Linked DNA regions of Mus musculus: region 2 is linked to region 1. Evidence: chromatin contacts called from public HiChIP or PLAC-seq data. All regions are on one chromosome and are shown on one strand. The core of a region is the stretch at or near the end of the contact, and the rest is flanking DNA. Distances in the headings are between cores, read along the strand shown. Region 1 holds the start of Rpl38 (ribosomal protein L38). Region 2 holds the start of Cd300ld (CD300 molecule like family member d).

Region 1 (4,876 bases), core at 364-2,863:
CCTGCTTTGGTGTGTAAAATACACCTCAGCTGCTTGTTCTGGGGTCTGAAACCCAACAGTTACCAGCAGTCGCCGAAGCACAGCTCTGTTCTTGAAAAAGACTCCTGCACAATTAGTTTTTCTGCCCCGTATCACCGGGAGGCAGGAGCTCCGCGAAGGGAGCGGGGAGGAGAGAAAGAGGTGAGTTTGAAAACCTCACGGTTAAGCGCTCATCCTCCGGGGTGGGGGTGGGGGGGAGGGGTGGGGGGGAAGGCTCTCCACAGTAATAAGTACAAGGCAATTACATTCTGTTGTGAGTTATTAAATTGGGGGGGGGGGGAGACAAACATAATAAAATGGAGACATTTGTAGAGCGGTTGAAATAAAATAAAAGTGGTTGAAAATAAAACCACTACCTAAAGTTTCCTGGAGCCTAACCTTCAAGGCATTATCATAAAGACTAACAAAGTGCTAAGGAAGTTAGAGCCGGGCGGGAACCCAGTCGGCAGACGGAAGCAACGCTGCCTTCCCAAAGCTGTCACTTCTTACATGTCTAAAGAAGCAACGTAGCCGGGCGTGGTGGCGCACGCCTTTAATCCCAGCACTCGGGAGGCAGAGGCAGGCGGATTTCTGAGTTCGAGGCCAGCCTGGTCTACAAAGTGAGCTCCAGGACAGCCAGGGCTATACAGAGAAACCCTGTCTCGAAAAACCAAAAAACCCAAAAAAAAAAAAAAAAAAAAAAAAAAAAAAAAAAAGAAGCAACGTGTGGTGAGAGCTGGCCTGAGCTGTCTGGCCAGGGGAGGCTCAATTCTTGACCTGGATAATGGGTCTCAAGATGCAATAAAGGAGCCATTTCTGATTACCCAGGTGGTTGCAGAAGTTCTGCCCTGCACGCAAGTGAGGCACATAGTGGCTCTTTGGACTATCATTTCTGCTGGGCCTGTTATAAGCATGAAGAAGGTAGGTGACCCAACCCCGTCTCAAATAAACAAATACATAAATAGCCAATCACTTCTGGACCTGGAGCTATCGCTCAGTCCTAAGAGCACTGGCTGCTCCCCCAGAACACCGGGGTTCAGATCCCAGCACCTACGAGGCATTTCACAGCTGTTTGTAATTCCAGTTCCCCTGGATCCGATGCCCTCTTCTGGCCTCCATGAGCATTGCATTCATTTAATGCACAGATATACAAGCAAATTAAATATACACGCAATAAAAATAAAATGTAGCCGGGCGTGGTGGCGCACGCCTTTAATCCCAGCACTCGGGAGGCAGAGGCAGGTGGATTTCTGAGTTCGAGGCCAGCCTGGTCTACAAAGTGAGTTCCAGGACAGCCAGGGCTATACAGAGAAACCCTGTCTCGAAAAACAAAAAATAAAATAAAATGTAAAAAAAAAATAATAAGATGAGTGACAGAAAGAGGGGACAATAGGGGAAAGGATAAGAAGGGAGGTGAGGGTGATGCTGGCAGCCTAACGCCATTGCTATAAGAAGCTGCACTACTAATCTGAACCAGAAGAGGGCAGGGCTGCTGAAATTGAAATGATGAACGCATCCTTTCTGGTCCTTTGCAGACACCGTACTCAGTTTCCTCTGTTGGGCGGGGTTAACCGTCCGGAAGCGGAAGCCTCGTTCTTTCCCCGTTCTCTTCGGTTCTCATCGCTGTGAGTGTGCTGGGCAGGTGGGGAAGGGCGTTCAATCCGGGGCGATCCGCAGCCGGGGAGGGCGCAGGGAGCACGGGTGTGCGGGGAGCGAGGGAGGGAGGAGGGAGGGGTGCGGCGGGCGGATCGGGGAAATAGGATCGCGGCCGGTTAACTCGGGATTGTACCCCGCAGGTGCGGACGCCAGAGCCGAGCCCGCGTCGCCATGGTGAGTGCGGGACGAGGGACCGGGGCGGGCTTGGGCGTCCCCCGGACGCGCACGTTCCCCCGGCTCATCTTCTGTCCCTCCTATGTTACAGCCTCGGAAAATTGAGGAGATCAAGGACTTTCTGCTGACAGCCCGGCGGAAGGATGCCAAGTGTAAGTGCGGGCTCCCGGGAGGCTCAGGGCGAGCCCGAGGGACGGGCGGAGGGAGGCATCGGGCGGCTCGGAACAGCAGGTTATGGCGAGCTTGGCGACCCAGCGTGTCACACTGAGGTTGGCATTGCCACGTGTGCACACCCCGATCACAGCGAGCCTTGTAGTTCAGTACCGGGCTTGCCCGCGTGGTGGAGTCCGGAGAATCCCTGGGAGTTAGAAGCTCTCCAGGGCTGCGTAGCGAGACCCTGTCCTTAAAAAAAAAAAAGAAAAAAGTGTCATTTACCAGTAACCTTCAGCTTCCAAATAAGCGAGTGCGAGGTGACGAGACAAAGCAGAGCCAGTGTGCTGGCCCAGGTCTGCCTGCTTAATCTCGGGCCGAGGCAAGAGAACTGAGCATCCAACGCTATCCTTGGCCTACATAGCAAGGCGCTTGCTTCTTCCTGCGCTGGGTTCGCTCCTGCTCGGCATGAGCTGAGATTCAGAGCCAGGCCTGGTGCACAGACTGCAGTCCCCGAATTCCGGAGGCAGGGACAAAGGGATGGGGAAATGCTAGGCTCTCCTTGGTTACATTGTCTCGAAAATAGATTAAAACAAGCAGGTTCAAAGTTGTTTGTCGGCTCCTGCTGCTTTCTGTATTGTTCTTTCATACACGAAGAGGGAATTGTCTGCTACTTAAAGGATGTTTGGGGAGGATGTGCCTAGCGAGAAACCTTGGGTGATGTTATCTTCCCATGGCAGCTAAAAAGAGGTCTGGTCTTCTACTGTGTGAGATAGCCCTATGGGCCTTCCTTTTCCTCCCCAGATCGGACTTATAAACATCAGATAATGAGCGGAAGTAGACCTAGGTGGGCAGGAAGAGCCTTTGCAAGGTCCTTAGGTGTACTCTGTCACGTCAGACAGGCTGTTGCCTCTGATGTGGTTGTCTGTGGGCCGGCGGCCACCGGCCTGGCGAATGTCTCCTGCTGGTGGGCACAGTGGGGTTTGCTGGTGTTTTCCATCCGGCCTGTAACATTTGGCACTGCCTTCTCAAGTCTCAGCTCGGCCACGGGCCACAGTTCTTTTCTCCTGTTTAACTTTAAGAGTGTGGAATCAGAGGTCATGCCTCCAGATTGCTGAGGTCAACCTAGCAGGCCTGTCAGTTCCTTAATTAGTTAAGAAAATGAATCAAGCGTATGGGTTAGGAGAAATGCCTTTGGACCCAATTTCTGGTGGGTTTGGTTTTGTTTTGTTTAGAAATAGGCTATATGGATCTGGAATAACATTGGCACTCACCTTGTAGCCCAAGCTGGCCTCAGATCTAGAGCTCAGGGAGTCTCTCTCCGCCTCCCAAGTGTTCGCGGATTGTAGACCTGGGCCGATATTTCTGACTTGTTTTCCCCCTTATGTTTTTGTTTATTGTATATGTGCACATGTGGAGGCCAGAGAGGATCTTGAGGGTGTTGGTTGTCCTATGGGGCAGATCTCAGGAACCAGACTGGGGTCATTGGGTTTGACACTGGCTGTCTTTACCCACCCAACTATTACACTGGCTTCTCTCTAACCTTGAACTTCCTGGGTCTCCTGGGGGCTGGTATTACAGATGTGTGGGAAGCCCTAGTCAGCGCTTCTTCTGTGTGGGGGCACCACATTGAGTTGGTGGACACTGGGCTGCTTGCACATTTTCTGTCAGCCTGACGCAGCATTTATTTTTGGATACTTACCCAGAAGTGGAGTCGCTATATGGCAGTTGGACAATGCCCAGGGGCTGAGACTGTGAGGGCCCCTACCTAGCATTCCTCGAGCTCTGGGCCGTTTCCCAGCACTGACCTAACTGGACAGGGAAGGGCACCACTTTAACCCCTGTGCTTTTGGTTGGAGGCAGAAGGATCAGAGAAGTTCAAGGTCCTCTGCCACACAGTGAGTTCAGGACCTGCCCGGATATGTGGAACCCTGTCTCAGACCTCACTCACCTCCAGAGAGGAGAGTTAGTATTCAGGAGTGCGATAATGGCTGGGGCAGCATAGGGTGCTGCCATCCATGTCTGGACTTGGTAAGATGGAAGCCAGAGTGACCAGTGCCTTGAGCACCAGTGCCTGGTGAAGGCTGTTCCAGCAGTAGTCAGAGGTGGAGTTGAGAGAACCTGTGCACGCAGATCACACACAGCTGTTCTGTGAGGTTAAGACCAAATGCCTGTCTCTGGTTAGGTGCTTGAGTCTGAAGCATTAGGCCCTTTGATGCTTTATAGAGCCCTTACTACTGCTGCAGAGTTTGGTTCCCAGCATCCTTCCGCTCTAATCTGCCTGTAGCAGTGACGACCTCTTCTGCACCCAGGCATCTGCACCCACGTGCCAGTGCCCACACACGGGCATGCGTTTACACATAACTATAAAATAAGAGCCAGGTTCCACAAAAGTGTAAGAGGTGCTTCCCTGCACACTGGAATGGAGCATCCTAAAAGCCATCCTGTGCATCCAGTGTCCTTGTATGGAGAATTGGTTGCCAGAAGTGGAAGGCTGGAAAATTATTAACCAGAGAAGATAACTCATTTCTTTCCTCTATAGGCTATCCTTTTAGAAAGGTCATGGGTCATTCTAGAATGTTCTGCGGTGCTGTGTTTAGTGTATTGAGTGCAGGTTTTGTGTGCATGCGCAAATGAATTGAGTAACCCCAAGACTCACTGAGCAGAGGGAAGTCTGAGGTGGCGGTGACTGAAAATTCCAGCCACTTAAGAACATGACCTGTGTGATTCTGCACCAGTTCTCATCCTTAATTGTGGTTTCCTTGGCAGCTGTCAAGATCAAGAAGAACAAGGATAATGTGAAGTTCAAGGTTCGCTGCAGCAGGTACCTTTACACCCTGGTTATCACAGACAAGGAAAAGGCAGAGAAGCTGAAGCA
Region 2 (4,702 bases), core at 1,755-4,254, 320 kb after region 1:
CTCTGAGCCGTCTCTCCAGCTCCAATTTTGTCTATTTTCTTTGTTGTAGTTGTTTAAAGCAAGACATAAACCTCATCCTTGTTACTCAATCTTGCCCAGAATTAAAGGTTCTGCAGCTTCCTTTATGTTATGTTATAGGGGGCAGCGGGGTCTCAGGAAGAGACGTTAGCTCAGTGGCAAAGCGCTTGGCTAGCACAGGTGAGATTCTGAGTTCAATTCACAGATCTGTAGGACTGAGAATATCTAAGACAGGCATACAAGGAGACAAGGGTTCCCCACCTCACTCTCTTTCTTGGAAAAAACAGAACAAGTAGAGTAGACTCAGTTTATTTTTTCTAGTAAGACTTTTTTTTTTTTTTTTTTTACAAGGGTTGCTGATCCTGCTGAACCCCAACCAGGATTTTCTGGAATTTTTTCTTACCTTGGTCAATGTTCACATTAACTTTAAACATGGGATCAGGTCCACCTTTCGTAATTCCACACCAGTAAATGCCAGCATCGCTCATCCTCAGATCCTCCATGGTCACTGTGAAGATGAAGTCTCTCTGGTTGTCCCTGATGGACACACGGTTCTTCTTCACCAGCTGCTCTGATTTATCGGTTTCAACAAGAATATCACATGATCTCTGAGGAACTCCTCGGCACCAGTACTTCTTGTAACCCTTCCAGTATGAGGAATATCTGCACTGCACTGTCAAGGAGCCCTGCTCCTGACCGCTCACCTCCTCTGGACCTGTGACTGAATCCTGAGCCGTGCAGCAGCCTGGAAAACACAAACAGACCACTGATCTCCTACTGAGCCAAGTAGAGTTCATGAGCTGAATAACAACCAGAAAAAGGCTTCCCTTTTCCCAAGGCAGATCAGCATTTTTATCCTATTGGTTAAAGCCTCAAAAGAAAATAAAACTAACAAAAGAAAAAAAGACTAAGACAAAAGGGCTGAAGAACCCAGTTATAGCTCTCACAAGATTCAATGGTGACAATGACCAATGTCTGGAATAGGGGAAGTGTCAGAAGACCATGTCCACTGATAGCTTCATTTCCAGACCCAATGCCCTCAGGAGGGTCATTTGTAGAAGACACATCCTATGGCCACACAGAAACCACTATTGGTCATTCCAGCAGTCTCTGGGATAGATGTCCTGGAGGCTGACCAAAATGACACCAAGCAATCTGACCTCCATGTGGTGCAGAGCTCACAGCACGCAGACCCTGTGCTGTCCTTCAGATCCGTGGAATCTGAGTCCCAGAGCTCCTGGGTAGGTCTGAGGACGCAGCACTGTTGGTGAGGGGCTTACACAGCATGCACAAGCAACAAATTCCAAATACCTGCTTAATGATAAAGCAGGCTCTGGAGAGATGGCTCAGTGGTTAGGACCACAGGCTGCTCTTCCAGAGGTCCTGAATTCACTTCCCACTACCCACATGGCGACTCTCAACCATCTGTAAGGGGATCTGATGCCCTCTTCTGTTGTGTCTAGATACAGCTATTAACTCTTAGGAAAGACATAACGGAAGAAAAAAAGGAAGGAGGGAGGGAGGGAGGGAGGGAGGGAGGGAGGGAGGGAGGGAGGGAGGAAGAAAAAGTATAAAGAAAGTTCTTCAGGGTATTGGCTTCAACAACAAAACATTTCCTAATGCCACAAGTTAGAAAACAAAAAATTGCTGAATGTAATTATTTTAAACTTAAAGGACACAACCAACAGCATGGAGAGACAGCCTGCAGTGTGGGAATCTTTGCAGACTATGGGTCTGCCTGGTAGAAAGCCAGGTGAGGTGGGGGTGTCTGTAACCCGAAAGACAGGAGGATCCTGGAGATCACAGGCCAGATAGACTGAATCTGTGAGCTCAGGAGCAGCGGGAGACCATGTCTGAATAAACAAGGTGGAGAGTGTTAGAGAAAGGGATCCAGTGTCAATCTCCACATGTATGTGTGCACCCATGTGTGCACCTGAGAGCACATGCACATGTGTGTACACACACAGAGAGACATACACACAAACATTTTCACACATATATCACAGAGACACATTTTTTCTCAAAAGAACAAAAGTTAACCTCAAAGGAGTAGAAAATAGAAAAGAGGTTATCAGCCTGGGAAGGGTATTAGGGAAGACAGGAGAGTGCTTGCAATTAGAGATAGAGTTTGTAGGACACAGGGGTATCTATTATTTGATGAGAATGACAACTTTTAGTGTTGTATGAGAGAGATGAAAATATGTCTGACAACAGAATATTTCAAAATACCTCATACACAAGATTACAAAGAAATGACAAATGACTGATGAAAGCCCAGCTACCCTGATCTGATCACTACATCTTGTACAAACTTGTGAAAAAGCCACATTGTACTCCATCAGGTTTTCTCAAAATGTGGGCCAGGCTGGCCTTGAACCAACAGAGGTCCACCCACCTCTGCTTTCTGAGTGCTGGCATTAAAGGTAATCACCACCACACCCAGCCCCTGTAAGTATTCATTACTGTGTCAACTAAAGCTCACAGCAGAACGGGAGATGGAGCTGCATCTAGAAACCCCAGCACTCAGAGGGTGGAGTCCGGAGGATCACAAGTTCAGGGGCATCCTAGGCTGCATGTGCCAAACATGAAACCCAAAATACATTTTGTGAGAATTAGTTCATCCACTCACTCATCGGCTTTCGTGGAGCAGCTAGGGTTGGAAGGTTTGTTTTTGGCTTTTATTTTTATTTTTTATTTTGAAATTTGTTTTTCTGCAGTACACATAGAATCCACAAGATGTCAAAAAACTTGCCTTTTCTTTTAGGGGTAAGCAGCTGGTGAATAGATCAGCCAGGTTTCTCTAACACAGAACAGACCGTCTTGGTCGCCCTCACCACTGACATGGAAGTGTCTAAAGCCCTTGCTACTTACCTGGGAGGAAGAATAGGAGTAGAGCAGAGAACTGCCACATGGTCGTCTCCTCTCATGTCCTTGTTGACGACAGATGTCAGGACCCTGTGAGGACTCGCAGCTCAGCTTGAGTTGCCTTTAGGTCTCTCTTGTTCACTTCTCTCAGTAACTTCCTTGACAAAATTTCTCAATTTTGCATACAGGAAGAAGATGATGTCAATCTTTGAGACAACCAAGTCACTGGAAAAGAGTGACAGCCGGGTGAACAGGGAACTTCCTCTAATGAGTAGATGCAATGGGACACATGAACTTGAAAGACAGATGGGAATCAGGAGGAGAGATGCAGACACACAGATCAGCAGAGACAGACACAAAGGATGGGATACAGCAAAGCCCTCACCTAGGAAGTAACTGAGTTGCAGGGGATCATGGGAGAGGAGAACAACCAAAGGCATAGTGGCTGTAGTAGCAAGAGTGTACAAGGCAGCCCAGGCTAAGCCCGTGGCAGTAGCCTAGGCTAAGCCCTGGGTGGCAGAGGGCATTTCTGAAGGCTCAGCCTGGGGCAGCAGGAATTCATCTAGCTATGGACGTCTCAGCACGGATTTCTGTGGCCAGGGGCATCTGCCACAATGGCTACTATTGACACAGGCATTGACTCAAAGAACAAGGGAGACTGTGGGTTTTAAGGAAAGTCTCATGGAGCCAAAGCTGGCCTTGAGCTTCTCATTTTCCTTTTTCCAACATTAAAGTGCTAGCGTTACGGACATTCCCCACCATGCTCTTTTATGAGACTCTGAAGCCTGAAACCAAGGTTTCACGAATGCACTCTACCCACTGCCCTGAATCCACAAGCCCTGGTTCTGTTTCTGTAAGACAGAGTTTTGCTGTGCAGCCCAAGCTGGCTTCAAGCTCTCTTCCTCCAGTAAGCCTCCCATATTGTGGGAATCTGCAGTTGGTTTAAATCCAGAGGACCAATTTCAAGTGTAGATATGTAGATATAGGTACATGTATCCCTGGTATCAAATTATTATGGGAGGAATTTTACAAACACATACATATGCACATACACACACACATTCACACAGGAGAATCTACACACACATGAATGTACACACTAATGCACACACAGATGCACATACACACATGAACACATGCCCATGCACACACATACCACATATACACAACACAGATATATACACAGACCACACACATATACCACATATACATAATCCAGCACACATACATACACACAGATCACACACATATGCACACAAACAGCACAAACACACATATACCATATACACTCACACACCACACACACCATACAAATACACACCACACACATATACACACAAATACACATACACACACATAACCCACCACACACACAACCTACCTCACACATGCATATATACACACACATATAACCCACCTCACCCTCACATACACACATGCACCACAAAAATACACACATACATTACCTAACACACACAATCCGTCACAAACACACACACACCCCACCTCAGCTACCAACACAAAACGTCATTTAATAATATTTTCCTTTTTTGTGTGGACTGAGATCAAAACCAGGGTTTAATGCACTGTAGACAAGCATGCTACCATTGAGCCACATCTCCAGATGTATTCATTCTGTATTAGGCTGAAACACATAATGAAATAAATATTAGGAGTTAGAGAGGTGGCTTATGGGTAAGAGCCACCTCTGATCATCACAGACAACTGCATCCACGTGCGTATACACACACACAGTCATACACACATATAGATAATTAAACATAAAGTCAGGGACTGGAGAGACAGCTCAGTGACAGAG

The links. HiChIP or PLAC-seq counts read pairs in DNA pulled down with a chosen protein or histone mark.
Region 2: an H3K4me3 HiChIP or PLAC-seq map of bone marrow-derived macrophages shows a contact between it and region 1, with 2.8 times the contacts expected there. The contact joins the promoter of Cd300ld here to the promoter of Rpl38 in region 1. A contact is called at or near these places in 2 of 115 datasets of contacts at active chromatin or transcription factors (bone marrow-derived macrophages and pancreatic cancer cells).

What each region holds. Positions count from the first base shown.
Region 1 is chr11:114,666,967-114,671,842 of GRCm38.p6, forward strand. Rpl38 (ribosomal protein L38) reads left to right here and starts at 1,614. Exons shown (of 4, transcript NM_001362918.1): 1 at 1,614-1,848; 2 at 1,940-2,000; 3 at 4,768-4,876. The coding sequence starts at 1,846.
Region 2 is chr11:114,986,882-114,991,583 of GRCm38.p6, forward strand. Cd300ld (CD300 molecule like family member d) reads right to left here and starts at 3,005. Exons shown (of 4, transcript NM_145437.2): 1 at 2,890-3,005; 2 at 422-763. The coding sequence starts at 2,929.